Linked DNA regions of Mus musculus: all the other regions are linked to region 6. Evidence: chromatin contacts called from public Hi-C, HiChIP or PLAC-seq and promoter capture Hi-C data. All regions are on one chromosome and are shown on one strand. Each heading gives the region's core, a stretch centred on a gene start, on an enhancer-like site or on the middle of the called end of the contact. The rest is flanking DNA. Distances are from core to core; before and after follow the strand shown.

Region 1 (2,700 bases), core at 189-2,688, 410 kb before region 6:
AATTTAAAAATAACTTTTCTCCCAACAGTTAAATGAGAGTTGCCTGAAATTAGAAGTAAATGTTCAATAAATATTTTTAAGTAATTCTTAACCAGGACCGGGTTCATAATGTTAGCTGCTACCAATAAGATGATTTGAATTCCCACACCCAAAAGAGAACCACTTTTAGATGGAGGGGTGGCCAAGAACATTACCATCTCCATCTTAGAAATTCTGCTGGAGAAAATAAGGGGAAGATCTGAGAGACATTTTACAACTAGTATAAGCTCAACACAGCCTTTAGGGGAAGCAGTTTGGAAGTTCCTGAAAAAAAAAAAAAAAGTTGAAAACAGAGCTACCATATGGTCCAACAATTCCACTTCTGGATATCGATCCAAAGGAGATGAAATCAGTACCTTGAAACGATCCTTACACTCTGCTCTCTCCAGCACAGGGGACAATAGCCAAATTACAGAAACAGCCCATGCTGGTGGATGAATGGATAAAGAAAATGTGAGCTACATAGGTGATCTATATGATTTGGCCTTATAAAGAAGGAAATACATTCCCTGCAACATGGATAAACTTGGGGGACATCATGCTAGACACACTAGGACAAATGCTGCACCCTTGTCTCACGTGTGGCATTCAAGGAGTTAAAGAGCAGGGTAGTCACTAAGGGCAGGGAGTAAAGGAAGTGGAGACTCTCACCTGCTGACTGAAGCCACTGCCTTTTAGATGTAAGCCCTAATTTACAGTGTGGAGATCTGAGCGCCACGGTTAAATTAATGATCCTAGGGCTGGGGGGGGGGGGGGGGTCCTCAGCGGGGACATGCTTAATTAGCAAGACAAAGCCTGGCCAGTCCCCAGCCCAGAAAAAAATAACAATGTATCAATTAGTGATAATGTATAGTAATTAGATCTTAAGCATTCAGACTACCCAGTAAAGGGTACCTGCAGAGATGGTTGTGAAATACCTGTCTTCATTTGGTAATTTTGTCACAGCTTTTATCAGATGTCTGCATCTTAAATATGGACAGCTTTTGTCAGTCATTCCTCAACAAAGGTGGAGGGGAAGACCTGGAAGTTCCTCAATTAAGCAATAATTGTCTTGTTCCAAAGTCTTCCTGACAATGCCAAAATCCAATCGATTCAAATCCAGGTGTTCAGGACTTTCTTCAGGGACAGAGAAAGTCATGTGATAGAAGAAACACAACCAACTGATACTTTGGATAACCTCATTCCACAGGATTTTCAAACTCACTTTCTTTTTAAGTATTGTTGTTCCGTAGCTGAATGTTACTTTCATTGGTATAGACATTTGCAAATGTTACATTTGTCAAAGATCTCTGCTAGAGAGACCAGGCATAACTTCTGTCACAGTGAAGGGTGCCTGGCAAAAGTAGATCAAGGGCTGCCGTTGCCTGTGATGTTTGCTTGCTTGCTTGTTTGGCTTCAGTGCTCAGGCCAGGACCTTTCACATCCCAGGCAAGTGCTCTATGCCCCTGACCCTTTTGAGACAGGGTTGCTTCCAGTTTTTCAAGAAGCTAAATTTATATAACCCTGCTGGCGTCCAGTTGCCCTCCTGCCTCTGGCTTTGCCTCACCTCCCCTGGCTGAACTGTTGCAGCTTCTAAACAAGGGGCTCATCCTTCGTCTGTCCATTTGCTCCTCTTTTTACTTTTCTGAGACTGGGTCTCACTATGACGTCAGGCTGGCTCAAATTCACAGAAATCCACCTGCCTTTATTTCCAGGCTGCTGCTGGGATTACAGGCGAGCACCACCAACACCTGGCTCTTCATTCCATGGAAATGATACATATTGAAAAGATGCTTGCGCTCAGCTTGCTGAGTGAGCTCGTGGGCGGGCGTAGTTCTTAAAGTTATCCTAAAGGTGTACACGTGATATGACTCATCATCTTGTGGAATGCAGAAATAGAAGACAGTTATCTGTGCTCTCTGCCAGTGCTCAGTGTGTGTGTGTGTGTGTGTGTGTGTGTGTTGGCTGTAAAACTAGGGAGGTAATCATGAGAGAGGATGAAGAGATCTTAAGGAAGGTAAGATCTTAATGGAGATTATTAGAGATCTTAATAGAGAGAATGAAAGAAAGGAGAGGGGTACCCACCTGGGGGAAGAAAAAGAACAAGACAGAGGAGGGAGGGGACCAAGAAAGGTCAGCATGGGAGGGAAAAAATTAAAACTAAGCATGGTGAGATGTGTGAGCAGAAGATGCCGTGAGGACACCCACCATTTTGTGTGCTAATCTCACAGATCAATAAATGAACACTAGCACAGACTTACACAAAGTTAACAAATCAGACAGGCTTAAAATCAATGGGATTTAAAGTCAGCTCTAAAAGAAACCAGGCTGGAAATTATGGATGTATATATAAACAGAGAAAATTATTTTTGGTACTTAACCAGGATATTGGAAATGCTTTTTTAAGTTTTAGGATGTTTGGAATAAATCAGGTATGTGAATACTTTTTCAGCTATAAATTATGTGAAATATAAATACAGATCAAGTATTTCTGATGCAAATCTAGTATTTGAATAGAAACATTCTGTAGGTTTAAAAATACACATAAATTTGGAAAGTTCTCATGAGAAAACCAAAGTGAAATGAAAAAATTGTATACTGACTATCTGTTTAAAAGATATCTTCGAGATACTCGGAGGGAGCAAACGTGTTATTAAAATGAATTTTCTCTCAAACATCACT
Region 2 (2,700 bases), core at 130-2,629, 370 kb after region 6:
GCCCAATTAATTTAGTCACTCTGAAAATGACATTTGATTTGGCACTTATTTTTTTTTTTTTCAGACAGATTTTGTGAGTTTGAGTGTTTTGCCTGCATGTTTGTACGTGTACTATGCACATGCTTGGTGCCTGAAGAAGTCAGACTAGGGCATCAAATGGTCTGGAACTGAAATTTCAGATGGCTTTGGCCTACTGTGAACTAAACGCAGGTCTCCTGCAAGAGTGCTCTCAGGTGCTGAGCCATCTTTGCAGACCTCCCGCACAGAACTTTAAAGTCAGGATCCCCCCCCCCCCCCCCCCGTCTATTCTCCGCAGTGCTCGACCACTCAGAGAATGCCTGGAAGGAATTGGCTCTGCTTCTGAGATTAAAAAATTGAGACAGTGTGTCTTTGCGAACCATTAAGGTGTTTCCGGAGGTGAGCCCCGGCGTCACGGGCTTCAGCGGCGGGTTTATCTTTGCATTTTATTTTGAATCTTTGTCCAGTTGGAAACTAACCAGTCAAGTAGCAATGCATCCTTCTGTGGGCATTGTCTCAGTCCCCCGCCACACGCACAGCACAACGACAGGTACACATTATGTGCAGTTGGAACACCCCCTCTTCCTTCAGTGAACAAGAGGTCCAAGTCATTTCTACCTGCTGTGAAGCCGCACCTGCTTCACCTGTGCCTTGTGGATGCTTCTCCAAGCCACAGCTATGGCTGTTTAATTAAAATCTGATGTACTTTTACTTTGGGAAGCTTTCAGAAGTAGCCCTCCTCTTTGATGCTGGACAGCCAGTTCCCGTTTTTTGTTTTTTTTTTTGTTTTTTTCACCTTACACACAAATCTTAAGAGATTGTACTGTAGCTGGAAACCCCGATGTGCCAACTCATGTTTTGTTGTTTTTCTTTTTTGGTAAAATGATTGCTCTGTAAGAGAAGACGCCAAACAGGTGAAAGCCATTTATCAACTGAGGAGGCTGCAGGCACATTGATGGTAAAGACAAACCAAAACGGCTCCTGGGAGCTGAATCTGGCAGTCACTCTGTAAGTTGTTGCCCTTAGACACTTGGTTGGTTAATTCTGGGGAAGCTGGATAGACATGCAGCTCATGCTGTTTGCAGAGCCTGAAGGTTCTGACTCCGATCTGACACCGCGTAAAGAAAGAGTCTTCTTGTGACCTTTTCGGGTGTGTGTGTGTATGTGACTTTACCAATAAAGCTGCTCACCGTGCTCTGCACACCCCAGGCACACTCTGGATAACACTTCCCGCTGCACCCAGAGGGTGCCGCTCCGGTTCCAGCCTCACCCCGTGGCTCTTGGTTACGGCTGTGTCCCCGAGGGATGCGCGCACGGTAGGGGGCGCCCTGGACCGGCTGGCTCCCTCCGCCCACGGGAGGCGGCCGCGGCGCACCGAGCCCGGGGCACTCGAGCGCACACCCGGGCGGGCCGCAGCGGGGAGGTGCGGAGCGCAGCGAGGGCGGCAGCGGGAGCCAGCCGCCGCCCCTGCGCTCCGGGGCTGCGGAGCGCATGGGGCGCGTGGAGCCAGGAACGCTTGCGGGCTGCGCACCCGGCCGCCTGCTGCGGTGAGACACGGCGCCGGACGCCCCCAGAGTCCGGCAGTCGGGAGGATGACCATGGCTGGCGGCCGGCGGGGACTAGTGGCCCCGCAGAACACGTTTCTGGAGAACATCGTGCGGCGGTCCAACGGTAAGAACTGCCTTTGGATTTCTGTCGCCCAGGTGGGTTTTGATTTTTTTTTTTTTTTTTTTTTTTTCTGAGTGCGGTGATTGCAGACGCCTCCCGCCTGGTGCCAACAGATGCGGGGGCATCCCGGAGCTCCGCTCACCAGCTTCTCTTGCCTGCGGGCCTGGGAGGTGGGCAGGGCTGGAGGGGGTCTAGTGTGCCCCATCTCTGGAGGAGAGATCTCTAGCCTACGCCTTTGGGGCCTTTTCCCGCGCCCTCCCGCTGTCCTCTCCAGGAAAGCCTGGCATTTGGTGAGAAAAGTCATGCGAAAAGTGGCTGCAGGCTGGCCACCTTCAAGCACTGCGCTCCTGATGCGCACTGGCCGCCTCCCCGCGGAGGCTCCCCGGGAGTCCTGAGGAGCAGGGAGGCCAGAGGTAGCAGCAGAGCTGGGCTACTGGTCCTGGCCCTGTTCGGGTGCAGGGACGTTGCCAACTCCACCTTCCATCCCTTAAGCAGGAAAGTCTGACCAGAAGAAACCCTTTGGCAGGGCTGTCTTATGCACCCTCGCCAACCAGCTAGAGCAAATGGCTCACGAAGGTCCGATGGTTTTTCTGGACTCAGCCGGGGAAACAGAGGGAACTAAGTGGTCCCGGGTACAAATTTGGCATCTATTGTCTCTTTTAAACCCTCCCAATCTTGTCCTCCATCACAAGCCGATTCATTACCCAAGAAACCTGTGCACAAGCACGAGGTTTTTGTAGCTGGGAGGAGAGAGTCCTACTATGACTGATGGAAGGGGAATAATTTTCGACACCTTTTTACTCAGAGATTGCAGTTTCCTATGGTTTATTAGCATGAAGCCCAGAAGGCGAAAAGTCCTCAGAGTAGCGATCCAAAGGGAGCTATCCAAACCTTTCCGACCCACAGCTTGCACATACAGTCCTGGAGATGGGGAGTTGCTGCATACACCTGTTCACCAGGCTACCCAATTCTGAGATCCCCCTAGCAGACTTCTGGGCCCCTCTCCTTCCAGAA
Region 3 (2,700 bases), core at 102-2,601, 450 kb before region 6:
GAGTGAGCCTGGATTTGCCAATTTGTTGAGCTGTCTGGCCGGCAAGCTCCAGGGACCTCCTGTCTCTCCATCTCCTCAGTGTTGGGACTAAGTGTGAGGAATGGAAATTCAACTCAGGTTCTCATGACTCCATGGCCCATCTTGAGCCATCTCCCTAGCCCCGCCCCCCCATTTCTTTTTTATTATAGCAAGTGTGAATATTTTAAAGACCAGCAAAATTTACATGACTTCTGGAGGGACTGCTAAAAACTACAAATAAGTTTTGAATGTACTGTATTAGCCTTCTGTGGCTGTGCTACTAAAAGTGTCTAAGACAGGTCTACACCCACAACTAATCATCTCTCCTGCTCTGTCCCAGAGCCAGCACCGGTCCCTGTGATGTGAAGCTGAGGGACAGTAAATAACATTTTTATTATTTTTTTTATTCAATCATCTTTTAGGGAACTACTCTGAAATGGACATATGTTAACTTTTTTTTTAAAAGAATCATTAAATTTGCAGATAAAACCTGCCTGAGCTCTGGAATGAGACTTCACCTACTGTGGAGAGAATGAGGCAGCTCTGACTGACGCACACAGCCAGCAGTCGGGCCTACTACCCCTGCTTGGTCCAAACACCAGCAGGTGTTCAGCAGCAGAGCTTGCTCTTCTCTGCAAACTCGGTGACATCTCAAGGGCCTTTTCCTTAAACCTTTTGGAGTTTTCTGTTAAATAGTTAATTTCAATTAGTTAATGGCATTTCCTAACACTGGTACCAAGCTCTTTAGTTTAAAAATATAGGAGATAAGACATCTTTGCTTTTTATAAGCTCTCTATCAATGCTAAGCTTTTCAGAACACATATGTATTGCACACTTTTGATGATGATGACTGTAACCCTTTGTAACTTGTAGAGAAAATCCTCAGCATCCTTGCAGTCACTCATTTACTTAAAAAAAAAAACAAAACTCTATCCTTCAAATATAGCTGTATCTTTATTCAAGAAGACGGTACCTCTGTATCCATCTTAATCTTCTGTGTCTGTTCCCGGGCACTGAGCACAAGGCTTCACACAGGCTAAGCCAGTGCTCGCTCTACCTCTGAGCCCTGTCCCAGCGCTTGCGCTGCATCTTGACTGTTACTATCATTAGATTCCATTATAATGATGATTTGGGGATAATAGGTGCCATCTTTAGAAGCTGACTCAGTTCTAACAGAGTCTTAAGATATTTTTGAGCATTTTTTCTCCTGATACTGGAATGACTACAAATTCACGCTTTATCCTCTTGCACATGTGACCACCACTCATAGGCAAGTCCCGCCCTCTCTCCCCTCGCTCTCACCACCACACACGACACCAAGTTTCTTATCTGCAGGACCAAGTCTCTCACTCAGTGCCTTCCTTAGCTATCAGTGGTGAAGAAGCTGCTCCTCCACACATTCCTCTTCTGCCCAAGTGCATGCAGCTAAAAATAAAAGCCTTCTTCCTTTATTTGTATCAGGTATTTCTGTCAGAGCAACGGGGAAACTAACACATTGATGGATATTAACTTCTTAAAAACATATAAATGAACCCTGAGTATATAAGAGAAGGGTATTTAAAATAACAGGGAGTATGGTTTGAATCTGAACTGTTCCTACAGGCTAATGTGGTCCATTGCTGGTGGTGTTTCTTGGCCTGTGGAAGCGTTGCAGCAAGGGGCCGAGATAGCAGAGATAGGTGACTAGGGGTGGGCTTGTGGGAGCTATACCACTTCTGGCTCCGACTCGTGTTGCCACTTCCTGTCTGTCCTGACACAAGCGAGCATCTGGAGCCACATGCTCCCATTATATGGCCTTCCTGGCTGGGACAGACTACAACTCTCTGAAACCATGAGCTACAACAAACATTTTCTCCCTTAAATTCTTTCTTTTTGACACAGTGATGAGGAAAGTTCAGTAATACACCGGTGAACTCCACTTAAATGATACAACGAAGCCAATCCTACATACACCTGCAGAAGTATTTTGATCTCTCCCAAGTATTTACCAAAGAGCAATCCATAACTATTAGATGTACAGCAAAGTCAACAACTTCAATGCGTTAAGGTTTTTATATTGCCTAGGGAAGAATATTATACGACCTGTAATACCAAATTGTGCTCATCTTCGGTAACATCCTCAGAGCTAAGGCTACTTTAAAGGACTCCCCTGGAAACCATCACTAAGCCAGCAATAAGAAGGCACTACACGATATTATGAACAGTACAAGAGAAACTGCACAATCAAGGAGCGAGCTATAAAGAAACACATGTGCTGTGCCTTTGCGAAATACATAATTAATTTAAACTTGGCTTGAATATGAGTTTTAAAAATGCATGTAACTTTTCCATCTTATTATGATTGAAATTTGATTTCACTAAAGACTTTACCACTGTTAAAAATAAAAATCCCTGTGACAAGCAGGAGAGACTAAGACAGTTCTGGAGAAATAAGCGTTTCCCCTTTGGAGATCCATTACACACCTTCAAAAACTCTCCCGAAGCCCTGTCAGGTGTTTCCTAAACTCCTCATTTTTTTTTCCCCCAAATACCCAGCTTGAGATGTACCAGGCTCACACTCTAAAAACAACAACAACAACAAAACACTGCCCTAGAATACTGGTTTTCAAAGTATGGATTGAAACCAACCAGACAGTAGTATCATTCTGATGGGTCACAACTGGAGTTAAGCAAACAAAACAA
Region 4 (2,700 bases), core at 63-2,562, 470 kb before region 6:
GCCATGGATTCTGAGATTTCCCGTTTTAGTTAAAACTAGCTTTAATGTTAAACTGTCCTAGAACACGGAGGGACAAGAAGCTTGGGATTTTATGAAAAGATCGGTTAGATGGCTAGACTCCTAATCCCTGGACCACAAGCAACCTAATTCTAATTAGAGTACATCCGTAAGTTATAATTCTCTAATATAAATATCTTCCAGAGACAAAAGAGCAAATGACATAAGGCAAAATACAAACATAGACTTTATTAAATGCTGCTCAATCCTCAGTAAAGATCTCTCATTATAAAACAGTTTTCCATACAACTGCAAGGCAAGAGGCTGGAATGGTACTGGTAACAACAGTGTGAAAAATACCTGACCAGGTAAAAACAGACAAAGCTTCTACATAGTCAGCTCTGAGGACACCTGCTGCAGTTCCTTTAAATAAAGCCAGGCAGTGACAGCTAGCAGTCTGCATCACACTGTGGGAGGGACCCAGAGCTCCACCCTGCAGGCAGGCAGGCCTGGGGACTGGCAGGGTGAGGACTGGGAAGGCCCTGCCTCCAGCCTTGGAGGAGAGGAATGAAGGAGGTGAGCCTCGGGTCCACCCGTGGCCTGTGCTGCTCCGCACACGCTCCGGGGAGCCGCTGCTGAAGGGGGGATTTGGGAACATCAGAATTTTGGTTTACTTCCCCCCCCCAACTTTAATACTTTGTGCTTCAGAAGCCTGGAAATGTCAGATGTTGTAAAACCCAGAGTATGGCAGTGTCTTTAATGAGGCTGGGCTCTTGTCCCCTGCCCACACCTCTCTAGGAGAGGTGAGGGAAGGGCAACCCCTCCGCTTATCTTACGAGGCTCTTTCCTCAGATGTACTCAAGGTGTGCAGCACCAAGGTGTGCAGCACGGTGAAAACACATGATAAAGGAAGTGTGCAGAGGACGGCTTCATCTGTGTGTGCAGCACAACCGGGCTCAAGTCGCAACACACGCTTGCCACTCCCACGATCACCTCACTCAACAGAGACAGTGACACAATCCATGATTAGACAGAGTTTACAATATACTGTGGCCGTGATACAGCACAGGGCTATGTTTTAGTCCATAATTCTTTCGCTTTTACGCTTGCCAGGAAAAACTGGCCTCCTAATTATATTATACTGATGAGGTCTGCTCTGAAGTTTTTATATATTCAAAAAAAAAAAAAAGTGTACAAAACGACCGCCCAGCAGGGGGAGCTGATCTTTATTTGGCACTGGTACTGCTGCGAATACTGTGCATGTTGTAAGCATTGTTCTGTTTCTCTAGAGCCTTCTTCAGCTGCAGCTCCTCTAGTTTTTTCCACAACTCTTCCCGTTCCAGTTCTTTCTTCTTCTCTCTGTAGAGAGATCAGCAGTTTTAATGGGAAGCTCAGGAAAGACACTGGTTGGTGGCTTTGTGGGGAGCGAGCATTACAATGCCCGTGGCTTCTGTGACACGCGTGGTATTACATGGCACTAATTCACCGTAGTCACTCGAGGCCTCTAGGTCAGCTACAGTTAACACTCAGGCCTCCTAGGGAGAGGTAGAAGCCCCACCCTTCCATACCAGCAGAAAGGCAATCTACCCACCCGTCAGTTTATGTTCAAACTGAGTGAGCTTTAAAACTAGATAAGTAAAGAAAGTACAGGCTGTAAAGGAGGGCTTTTATTTCTAGGTCTTGGTTCCCACACACCTCTCCTGCCTGTTGCTTTGTGGACTTGGATCCTGGTTCTAATTTCTACCTGAACCTTGTGAGGTTTTTGTTTGTGTCTTCCTGGCCTTAAAATCACAGAGCTCTGACTCGCTTCCTGACAGTGTGCTGACTTCAGATACCACTCTCTGATGATCCACAGCACCAGGACTATCAAGCTCTCGGGAAAAATCTTATGTCTCAGCTGAGATCAGGACGAACACGATCCGCACTTAAACCACAGTCTAACTGTTAGAGGAGGAAAGTCTTAACAAATTTATAAAAATACCGGGATTACTTTCCTGGACAATGGCTGTAGTGCTCAGAGGCTTCCAAATGATAATGCCTAACATATTCACCATAGATCCACCGACTAAGAGATGGACCTTTCTGAACTGAAGAACACAGAATTTTCAAAACTCATCAAGTACCTCTGTCTTTCGGCTTTGTAGGAACTAGTAAGGTCGTCAAAAAGCTTGCCGTTCATCTCCATGAGGGTTTTCAGCACATTGTACACCAGTGCTACAATAGTCCTGAAAGAAAGAGAAGACAGTTCTGGGTTAGAGGCCAGCAACACTGAATGCATAATTAATGCCAGATGCTAGAACTAAAGTGGAAACAGTCTAGTCTCACAGGCCAGAGATTCTAATGTTTACCCTCTTCCTATGTAGATACAATATTCTGGTTCTCTTCATGTGAGTTTTGTAGTCTCATCCTAGACCCTGGGTAGCAAGATAAAAATGTCACAGAAGTCGGAATGTCTGAATGCCATGTCTCCCTTTGGTCCTCAGTTCCTAGCTTGGGGAGGCCGGATACAGCTGGCTCAGCCGATGGCACTGGACCGCAAGCTGGTTAGACCATTTGCTGAGGAGCATCCATAGACAGCTTTATAAGGATAAGCAGTATCTACAACTATGACACTCACCTTCAGTATAGGTTACAGATCTGTCCAGGCTTCAACTAGCAAAGTAAAGACACGTGAAGTACACGCCTGTGATCTCAGCGCTGAGG
Region 5 (2,700 bases), core at 115-2,614, 380 kb before region 6:
AAAAAATATAAATAAATGCAAAATAAAAGAATAAAAATAAAAAATTGAAAGATGACTATAATCCTAGAATCACAGACCTGGAAGGAGCCTTGGAGATGGCTCAGTGGCCCCTCCCCCTCTCTGCCACTCATCTTCGTTTCTCCTTGCCTAAGGGAAGCTTGCCCTTGTGAATGGGGCTGACCGGTCAGCTGGGGCACAAAGATCTTGGCATTTACCTGGAACCACACAACAGTGGCAGCCGTATAGATGCTGCCCCCTGGAAGGTAGCTTATCTACCTTACTGGGAACATCAGAGATTCTACCTCATCTTTCCCAGAAGACCTGGGAACACAGAAGCAGGTGGGATCTGATGTGGCAGGTTCCAGCAGGTACCTGCAAGATGTCTTTGCTCATGAGAAGCAGAAACGGTCAATGTCTAGGGGGACTCAGAAACCTCACCAAAGAGGAGGCCAGGGAGGGACTTAAGGCCCAGACAAGCGGCAGGCCTCACTGGGAGGCTGCACTGAAGGCAGGCCTCGAAGGCTGCAACCAACTCCTTGACTGACCACGGGACTGGACCCAGTCACACAGCGTGGCATCCCCAGGCTTTCTCTCCACCACGTAGCTGTCCGGGTGGCTCCTACAGGAAAGAACAAACAAATGATAGCTGTAAAATAATCACACTTTTGAATATCATTCTCTTCCTTGGCAAGGCCTTGTTGATCACCCTGCTTTCTTCCAGATTAGGCAAGGGGAATGGGTACAGAACCCAGGGACTCATCCCATGCCAGCTGTGTCTGAGGCCCAACGTCCCTGGGTGACGATTCTGCTTCAGCACCAGCAGGCACCTCAGGACACCAGCAACCCCAGACCCACACCAGTCATTTCTTAATAGAACCTAACAACACTCAGTAATTACATGTCCACTAAGTGTCAGGTATGCTGATGAGCACTCTGTGTGTTACCTAATGAGTTGGGTGTGTTATTATCCTACCCCATAGACCAGGGCACCACACTGTAAAAGATTAGATCACTGACCCAAGGTTCCCCACCAAATGATGAATTCCACAAGACTACCTGGTTACTGGCACCTCCCAGGGAATTCAGTAATCCTTAACCAGGATGCAAGATGCGCTCAGTGACAGAATGCTTTCCTGGCACGTGAGAGGCCTGGGCTGGATGAGGAGCTAAAAGGCAAAGCAGAGAGGAGTCCGCTCTCTAATTGGAGAACTATCTATGAGGAAGCAGAAAGGATTCATCCTGCAGGCCAGTCAGAGGAGCCAGGGTCATCCACAGTCATTTGAGCCTTCCTCCTCTCTGATTATGTATCCTGCTGTGTGTTCTGAATGGAAACTGTCTAGCTACTCCGTGGGTGTATGCACTGGTTGCTAATTCCGGAAGACTTGTTAATCCTGGGCAGAATCATGACCAAGGCTGGTGAGTCACACGCCCCATGTGGAACACACTGACTGTCAGGATGAACCAGAAGCTGCTCTCTTTGCTCCAAAGGGCCCTTTTCCCTTCTGAGGTCTTCTGGGGAGAAGGATCAAGAAAGATCACAGCAGGCCTCTGGATCCCTTCACTCTGTAAACCCATAGATGCCACAGGTTCTTCTGGTGGCCTCCTGGAGAGGTCAGTCCCTCCCCACAGAATGTCACTGGGTTCCTGGAAGAGGTGGGCAGTACCCACTTGACCTCTCTGGGCAGCCAGGAAACTAGTTAGCATCTAACAAAGGATGCACCTTAGCTTGCCCTCTGAGAGAACTTAGACAGTCAGGTCCCGCAGAGAGAGGAAACACACTGATTTAAAGCCAAACAAAGGTGCAAAAAGGAAGCAGAGTTAAAAGGGAAATGAAGCGGCAATGGAGGTGGCCTGGCCTCCAATAGGACTTCCAAGTCTTTAAAACACACCCCACTGACTCCCATTCACACCGTGGACTACTCTGTTCCTCTGGTTGACCATGTGAGGTAGCTAACATCCTGCTTCAGCCATTTTCAACTGAGAGCTACATAGAGCCAAGGAGAAAAGAGAAAACTCCAACCAGGTCACTGGTAACAACAATTCTGACAAGCATGGGGATGATGTTAAAAGTTCAGTGGGAGATCTCACTCTTCAGATGTAGTGGGTCACCACTGCAGAGCTCCTTTTTCAGAGGGAACAGAAGGGTTAGAGTATGCAAGAGTGTGGTCCAAGGCACACTCAGAGGCCGGCCCTTATCTATGCATAAGAATCTCCTTGGCAACAAAGTTCAAGGATTCAACACCTGAACCAGACAGACAGGTAGCACTGGCCTTCAGAACGCTTGCTAGTGTTTGATGAGCCTCCCCTTGTAAGAAGCCAGCCCACCTTCTGGAGAGGGCCCTCATAACAAGGAAACTGAGGCACACTGGAGTTGCTCTTGAGCAGTGGTATGAACGGCAGATACTTGTTCTCTCATAGGCCTGGAAAAGGAGTCTGGTTAGTTATGTCAACTTGAAACTAGTTAGAGTCATCTGGGAAGAGGAACCTCAACTGGAAAATTCCTCCATCAGATTGCCTGTAGGGTTTTTTTTCTGAATTAATGATTGATGTGGACGAGCCAACTGTGAGCAGTGCCATCCCTGGGCAGATAGTCCTGGGTGGTACAAGAAAGCAACATCCCTCTGTGACTGCCACCTTGAGCTCCTGTCCTGAGTCTCCTCAATGATGGGCTATGATGTGGACGTAGAAGCCAAATAAACC
Region 6 (2,700 bases), core at 8-2,507:
CACACACACACCATATAAATGACCTCAGGCATTTGTAGCTCCTTATATAATTTCTGAGACCTAAATTAATCCTACCCCTTTGAGGTGTGACAATGTCCTTGAATGCTAATTTAAAAGTTCTCCTGGCTGGCAATTCCAATTAGCTTATACTAAATTCAGCGCACAAAATACATTTATTTTTAACATAAGGAGGCTTCTAATTCTTATTAATAGGACATTGGGTTCTTTTTCAATCACAGCATGAACAGATATTTTAAGAACAATGACCCATTTATGCAGCAGATTATTAGCTTTCTGGTAATGCACATTACCCCCCACCTGCTCTGGATGGAAGCCTTTAGCTCCCCTTCCCCAAGTCAAAGCGGGGCCATGTCACTGGCTATGTGAGCTCAAGTCAGCAAACTGCATGCAGCTCCCGGATTGGCTATTAGGGAACACCTTTTTTTTTTTTTTTTTCCTAACACACTTTTTTGGTAGATGTCTTAGAAGTACAATTTGGCAGTGTGGTGACTCTGTTCTGAATGCTTCCATACTCAGTCCCTAAGCTTTGGATACGTTTCTATGTTCAACAGGTCTCTCAGTTTAATGTTCAGAGATCTAGACTATGCTAACTGTGCTCAGAAAACACATGTCAACTCTGCGTTATTACTATGAATATCCTTTATTCTTATTATTTTTTAATTAGTTCTCTTCTGGGCAGTTGGGCCTAGTTTCTCTCTCTCTGTCTCTCTCTCTCTCTGGGCGTGGGGTGTCTTTCTCGCGGGTGGGGGTAAGGCAGGGACCCTCTACAAAGCTCTGGATGTCCTCAAGCTCACAGAGATCTGCCTGAGCGCGCCACCAAGCCGGGCTGGAACAGGGATTCTGGCTCTCTAGGTGTGAGGACTATAAAGTGCTCGGTGCACTCACCGCACCCTCAGGGTCATCAAATCCTCAACACACAAGGGCTTAGGTTCAGGACCCGAGTGCAGAGGAGTCGGAAAAGGGTGGGGTCAAAGTGGAAAGGTCAAAAGGCCAGTGTCTCCAGTCCAGAGCCTCGGACATCCGTTACCATAGCGACTTCAGCCAAGGAATGGAATTACCGAGGCCCCAACAGGCTTTGCGATCCCAAATCCCAGGGGTTTTCGGCGCGGCTCGTATTCCGTAGAGCAGCTAGACGCAGACACCAACGCCGACGCGGTTGCCTAGCGACACGCATTTTCCCAGGATGCCTAGCAGTGTTGTGTTTTCTCAGCCAATCAGAGTTGAGATGCACCTTCGCTGTGGACCAATAGAATGCGAGGCCGAAGCCCGCGACGGTTGACCCGGTGGCCGGTTGCTCGCCGACTCAGGCAGGCAGACGAGGGGCTCGGGTTTCGGCGCGGTTGGCCTGCAGCGGGCGAGCCTGGGCTCCGAGCGGCGCGGTGGTGTGGTTGCCAGGGTGGCCGCTCGCCATGCCGTCCCGGGTGGAGGACTACGAGGTGCTGCACAGCATCGGCACCGGCTCCTACGGCCGCTGTCAGAAGATTCGGAGGAAGAGCGACGGCAAGGTGAGGCGCCGGGCAGCCCTTCCACGGCGGGCTTAGGGAGAAGCAAGCGTCGCCCACGCTGGGGAGGGGCAGGGCGGCCACCTGAACTCTCGTGAAGGACCGGGCTGTAGCCTCCTAAGAAGGGACGGGCTCGTGGAGCGGGCAGCCGCGGCTGGGAACCGGTGGAGGCGCGAATCCGCGGCGAGCAGAAAGACGAGCTCACGTGACCTGCTTCGCCGCTGCGCCACACGCCGTCCCGGACTCAAGCGCTGGGGATGGTACCGCCCACATTTCGGGTGGGTCTTCCCACTAAATTAACCCGGTCTCGACTCCCTCACTGACACACCCATTGAGTTGTTAGTGTTTTGTTTTTCAACTTTGGAAATTTCACCCTTTGTCTCACACCTTGGAAATGTTGTATTTCAGATCCTGGTGTGGAAAGAGCTTGACTATGGCTCCATGACGGAGGTGGAGAAGCAGATGCTTGTGTCTGAAGTGAACTTGCTTCGGGAGCTGAAACATCCAAACATCGTCAGTTACTATGATCGCATTATTGACCGAACCAACACAACCCTGTACATCGTAATGGAATACTGTGAGGGAGGGGACCTGGCTAGTGTCATTTCAAAGGGGACCAAGGATAGGTAAGGTGAAAGAGCCCCACGGTTCGTATCTAATAATAATTAACTTCCATGTTTGTACGCTCTGAATGACTTGCCCCAGATTGAAGATGGCTTTTATTCAGGGTTGTGAAATGTGCTTTTTCTCCAGACAGTACTTGGAGGAAGAGTTTGTCCTTCGAGTGATGACTCAGTTGACGCTGGCCCTGAAAGAGTGTCACAGAAGGAGCGATGGTGGCCACACTGTGCTTCACCGGGACCTGAAGCCAGCCAATGTCTTCCTGGACAGCAAACACAATGTCAAGCTGGGGGACTTTGGACTAGCTAGAATATTAAATCACGACACGAGTTTTGCAAAAACGTTTGTTGGCACACCCTATTACATGTCTCCTGTGAGTATTTTAGAATTCAACTTTTTTTTTTTCCCTGAGACAGGATTTCTCTGTGTAGCCCTGACTGTCCTGGAACTCACTTTGTAGACCAGGCTGTCCTTGAACTCAAAGTGATTCTCCTGCCTCTGCCTCCCAAATGCCGGGAATAAGGGTGTGAGCTACCACACCTGGCCTAGAATTCAA
Region 7 (2,700 bases), core at 164-2,663, 350 kb before region 6:
GGTAAGATTCCAGCAAAGGACCATGGAGCAATAACATGTTACCCACATAAGCAAATCTCAAGCACCAACTCCCCAAGAAACCCCTAAGTGGTAAAACTGTCTTCTTGTTAAGCTTTGAAATTAAGAGTCTAAGTAGAGGGGCCAGAGAGATGGCTGTTCTTGCAGAATACCAGAGTTCAGTCCCCAGCACCATATAGCAGCTCACAGCAATCTGTAACTCCAGCTCCAGGGTACAGATGCCCTCTTCTGGCCTCCTCAGGAACCGAACACGCATAATGCACATACGTGTGTGTGTGTGTGTGCAAGCAAAGCATATGCACATCATATAAAAACCATACATACATCAAATAAACACAAGCTAACCTATTTTAACAAGAGTCTGAAGCAGAGACACTTCAGTCAACTGTCCGAGGCAGTTCAGCTAGAAAGTGGCTGGCCAAAGTGTCAACACAGCACAATGGCTCTTCCTTCTGGCTGCCTCCAGATTAGCCTGGTTTTGTTTTTAACAGGGTCTTGGGGAGAAAATGCCTTCTCTCTGGATTACCTAGAACTAACACTAACCACACAAGGACTGAGGTCAATAGGATATTCTGAGACAAATAAAGCTTTGGCAATCACTCCTCTTCTCCCCTAAAACAGTTGTCAAATTTGCAGGCTCCCTTGTGGCTCTTCAGCCCTGCGGATTCACTGTGTGACTTCTGCAGGCTCCCATGTGGCTTTTGAGTGGATTCTTTGTATCCTCCTCCTCTGTCTCTGTTATCTCAGTCTCCTGCTTCCTCCAATCCACACTGCTTTTCTCAAAGGAGTCTACTGCGGGTGGTGGGTGGAGGAAAAGGAAACGCAGAGGAGGGGTAAGAAGCAGCCCCTTTACTGGGAAGCGTGGAGACAGTTTTTAGATCCTGAGATCCGCCTGCAAATAGAGTATGCATCATGCAGATAATACAGTCTATGTAAACACTGCATACTTGGACACGCTTTGCACCAGAGTCTATGCACACTGAGCCTGTTCTCCTGGAGCTTAGGGGTAATGAATTAGACGATGAGCCCTACACCAGACTTGAGTGTTGATGATCTGGGATTCTGTGTCTATGACATGAGCCCCAGTCCGGCCTCAGAGAGGGGCTGTAAAGACAGGAGGAACATGACTCAGCAGGGACCCTTTTTCGCTCCTCTGTTCCTCTCTAGCCTTTAGTGATGGCTTACCTCTTCCCTCCCACACAGACGCACCTGATTTCCCACACTCTTCCCTCTCCTCCAAAGCTCTCATCCAGAGGCCTCGCCTCTCTCCTTGTACGTGGGGAGCTGTGTTCTTGGCTCTGAGACACATTTCTTAAATTGTTTGCCACAGTTGAGAGTGACTCAGCCGTTGCTTAGGGATTTAATTAGCCAGCAATAGGAGGCTTGAAAGAGATCAGCCTCTGGGGACTTTCTTCCTTCCTGGCTGGGTGAGAACGAAATAACAAGAAACCTGGAACTATCCTGTCCTCTACAGAAGGCACAGTCACACAGGGCAGATTCGAGCATTTACAACGTAGCTGCTCAAACTAAGATGTACAGAAAATATAAAATATGCACCCAACCAAAGGTTTATATGAAAATTAAATATCTCATTAAGTTAATATTTATTACAAGTTTAAATGACAATGTGATTGTTTTATTAGCTTCAACCACTTTTTAAAACGGGGCTGCTAGACCATTTAAATTTACCTACGTGCCTCTTGGGTGTTGCTGCTATAGCAACATCCAAGTATTCTCAATTTAATAGTGTATTCTCAATTTAATAGTGACTTAACATACCAACATTTTGACACTACTTTTGGTTTTTGGGTTTGGTTTTGTTGGGTTTTGTTTTCATTTATTCTGTTTTTGGTGTGTGTGTGGGGGGGGGGGGAGAATGCTGCATGCGGTCCACAGCATGTGTGTGCATGTGAGAGAACAACTTGTTTGTGTTGCTTCTCTCCCTCCTTGTGGGTCTCAGGATCAAACTCAGGCCCTCAGCCTTGCCCAAATCTCCTTTACCTGCTGAGTCATCTTGCTAGCCCAATATATAATTATTCTTTATTTGTATTTAATATTTGCTTGTCATTCCTTTACATGACTTAAAAAAAATTTTTTTTGAACACCCAAGAAAAAAATTTTAAGATAAAACCTCAAGGATCAGGGTGTGGTGAGACACACCTATAATTCCAGCAATGGGGAGGTAGAGATAGGAGGATTAGACAGGTTCATTCTTAGCTATGTGGAGACTTTGAAGCCAGTCTCAAACAGAAAACAAAACAAAACAAAATTCAACGAGACAACTGGTCAGGAAAAGACAATAGTAGGTGCAAATGCCTTCCCTTTCCTTGGGATTATATACGAACTTCCTTCTGTATTCAGACAAAAACAGGTAAGTGTAATTGTGCAATGGAAGCAGTAAAGGGTTTAAGAGCCCCAAGAGGTGCCTTTCCGCAGGGATAATAGAGATTTGGAAGTGGGTGACCGCTTCTGCATATTAACCACAAGGCTTTGTCTCTTCCACCTCTGTGGAGAAAACAAAATCTGATTTGATGGGGAAAAAAGGAAGACCATAAATAAAGGGGTGTGTTGTTCCTGGAGGGGGCCAGTCTCCTCTGCGGCATTCTACCTAGAAGCCCTCTCTTCTGTGATGCTAAACCTCAAGGCCAGGGCCAGATGGGTAGAGAGATGAATGATGGGAAA

Evidence for each region. Promoter capture Hi-C pulls out the DNA fragments that hold promoters and counts their contacts. Hi-C and Micro-C count contacts between places; a contact is called where the count stands out from the background. HiChIP or PLAC-seq counts read pairs in DNA pulled down with a chosen protein or histone mark.
Region 1: a promoter capture Hi-C map of liver shows a contact between it and region 6, with 3 times the contacts expected there. The contact joins the enhancer-like site here to the promoter of Nek2 in region 6. A contact is called at or near these places in 9 of 39 promoter capture datasets (the 3T3-L1 cell line, 3T3-L1-derived adipocytes, HPC-7-derived erythroid cells and 4 more), 2 of 484 Hi-C or Micro-C datasets (bone marrow-derived macrophages and embryonic stem cells), 9 of 115 datasets of contacts at active chromatin or transcription factors (the HL-1 cell line, embryonic basal ganglia, embryonic forebrain and 3 more) and 5 of 9 other capture datasets (adipose tissue, embryonic stem cells, liver and 2 more).
Region 2: a promoter capture Hi-C map of pre-B cells shows a contact between it and region 6, with 9 times the contacts expected there. The contact joins the promoter of Kcnh1 here to the promoter of Nek2 in region 6. A contact is called at or near these places in 6 of 39 promoter capture datasets (the HPC-7 cell line, embryonic stem cells, hippocampal neurons and 3 more), 4 of 484 Hi-C or Micro-C datasets (the HPC-7 cell line, the N1E-115 cell line, embryonic stem cells and 1 more) and 1 of 9 other capture datasets (embryonic stem cells).
Region 3: a contact with region 6 is called in a Hi-C map of cortical neurons, with 2.4 times the contacts expected there. The contact joins the enhancer-like site here to the promoter of Nek2 in region 6. A contact is called at or near these places in 13 of 39 promoter capture datasets (the 3T3-L1 cell line, 3T3-L1-derived adipocytes, the C10 cell line and 8 more), 5 of 15 datasets of contacts at CTCF or cohesin (the NIH/3T3 cell line, embryonic stem cells, large pre-B cells and 2 more), 42 of 484 Hi-C or Micro-C datasets (the AML12 cell line, CD8 T cells, the CH12 cell line and 25 more), 22 of 115 datasets of contacts at active chromatin or transcription factors (the 230-238 cell line, the HPC-7 cell line, the SCID.adh cell line and 13 more) and 4 of 9 other capture datasets (adipose tissue, embryonic stem cells, liver and 1 more).
Region 4: a contact with region 6 is called in an H3K4me3 HiChIP or PLAC-seq map of bone marrow-derived macrophages, with 8 times the contacts expected there. The contact joins the enhancer-like site here to the promoter of Nek2 in region 6. A contact is called at or near these places in 19 of 39 promoter capture datasets (the 3T3-L1 cell line, 3T3-L1-derived adipocytes, the C10 cell line and 11 more), 4 of 15 datasets of contacts at CTCF or cohesin (embryonic stem cells, large pre-B cells, pro-B cells and 1 more), 50 of 484 Hi-C or Micro-C datasets (3T3-L1-derived adipocytes, B cells, the BV-2 cell line and 31 more), 31 of 115 datasets of contacts at active chromatin or transcription factors (the HPC-7 cell line, the SCID.adh cell line, T-cell acute lymphoblastic leukemia and 21 more) and 5 of 9 other capture datasets (adipose tissue, embryonic stem cells, liver and 2 more).
Region 5: a contact with region 6 is called in an H3K27ac HiChIP or PLAC-seq map of trophoblast stem cells, with 4 times the contacts expected there. The contact joins the enhancer-like site here to the promoter of Nek2 in region 6. A contact is called at or near these places in 4 of 39 promoter capture datasets (HPC-7-derived erythroid cells, hippocampal neurons, liver and 1 more), 1 of 484 Hi-C or Micro-C datasets (bone marrow-derived macrophages), 4 of 115 datasets of contacts at active chromatin or transcription factors (bone marrow-derived macrophages, embryonic stem cells, pancreatic cancer cells and 1 more) and 4 of 9 other capture datasets (adipose tissue, liver, macrophages and 1 more).
Region 7: a promoter capture Hi-C map of pre-B cells shows a contact between it and region 6, with 2.8 times the contacts expected there. The contact joins the enhancer-like site here to the promoter of Nek2 in region 6. A contact is called at or near these places in 5 of 39 promoter capture datasets (the C10 cell line, the HPC-7 cell line, hippocampal neurons and 2 more), 2 of 484 Hi-C or Micro-C datasets (B cells and the N1E-115 cell line), 4 of 115 datasets of contacts at active chromatin or transcription factors (the 230-238 cell line, bone marrow-derived macrophages, embryonic stem cells and 1 more) and 1 of 9 other capture datasets (liver).

What each region holds. Positions count from the first base shown.
Region 1 is chr1:191,412,728-191,415,427 of GRCm38.p6, forward strand. No RefSeq gene overlaps it. Among named protein-coding and RNA genes, the nearest start is that of Gm32128, 6.5 kb to the right of the region's middle. Within about 2 kb of position 1,439, at least 14 of the 459 cell types and tissues checked have an H3K27ac peak or open chromatin away from gene starts, as enhancers often do. A contact at or near this core is called in adipose tissue and liver, where this site is marked.
Region 2 is chr1:192,189,398-192,192,097 of GRCm38.p6, forward strand. Kcnh1 (potassium voltage-gated channel, subfamily H (eag-related), member 1) reads left to right here and starts at 1,380. Exons shown (of 11, transcript NM_001038607.2): 1 at 1,380-1,689. The coding sequence starts at 1,611.
Region 3 is chr1:191,374,115-191,376,814 of GRCm38.p6, forward strand. The region is part of intron 1 of Ppp2r5a (protein phosphatase 2, regulatory subunit B', alpha); the gene reads right to left. Among named protein-coding and RNA genes, the nearest start is that of Ppp2r5a, 22 kb to the right of the region's middle. Within about 2 kb of position 1,352, at least 21 of the 459 cell types and tissues checked have an H3K27ac peak or open chromatin away from gene starts, as enhancers often do. A contact at or near this core is called in cortical neurons and erythroid progenitors, where this site is marked.
Region 4 is chr1:191,351,754-191,354,453 of GRCm38.p6, forward strand. It overlaps Ppp2r5a (protein phosphatase 2, regulatory subunit B', alpha), which reads right to left. Exons shown (of 13, transcript NM_144880.4): 12 at 2,121-2,222; 13 at 228-1,356. The coding sequence ends at 1,224. Among named protein-coding and RNA genes, the nearest start is that of Pacc1, 27 kb to the left of the region's middle. Within about 2 kb of position 1,313, at least 35 of the 459 cell types and tissues checked have an H3K27ac peak or open chromatin away from gene starts, as enhancers often do. A contact at or near this core is called in bone marrow-derived macrophages, neural progenitor cells, palatal mesenchyme and 1 more, where this site is marked.
Region 5 is chr1:191,437,362-191,440,061 of GRCm38.p6, forward strand. Gm32200 (predicted gene, 32200) reads right to left here. Exons shown (of 6, transcript NR_151615.1): 6 at 1-619. Among named protein-coding and RNA genes, the nearest start is that of Gm31987, 6.0 kb to the left of the region's middle. Within about 2 kb of position 1,365, at least 60 of the 459 cell types and tissues checked have an H3K27ac peak or open chromatin away from gene starts, as enhancers often do. A contact at or near this core is called in bone marrow-derived macrophages, embryonic stem cells and trophoblast stem cells, where this site is marked.
Region 6 is chr1:191,820,216-191,822,915 of GRCm38.p6, forward strand. It overlaps Nek2 (NIMA (never in mitosis gene a)-related expressed kinase 2), which reads left to right and starts at 1,258. Exons shown (of 8, transcript NM_010892.3): 1 at 1,258-1,526; 2 at 1,932-2,149; 3 at 2,277-2,517. The coding sequence starts at 1,431.
Region 7 is chr1:191,469,493-191,472,192 of GRCm38.p6, forward strand. No RefSeq gene overlaps it. Among named protein-coding and RNA genes, the nearest start is that of Gm32200, 5.8 kb to the left of the region's middle. Within about 2 kb of position 1,414, at least 139 of the 459 cell types and tissues checked have an H3K27ac peak or open chromatin away from gene starts, as enhancers often do. A contact at or near this core is called in the 230-238 cell line, the HPC-7 cell line, the N1E-115 cell line and 3 more, where this site is marked.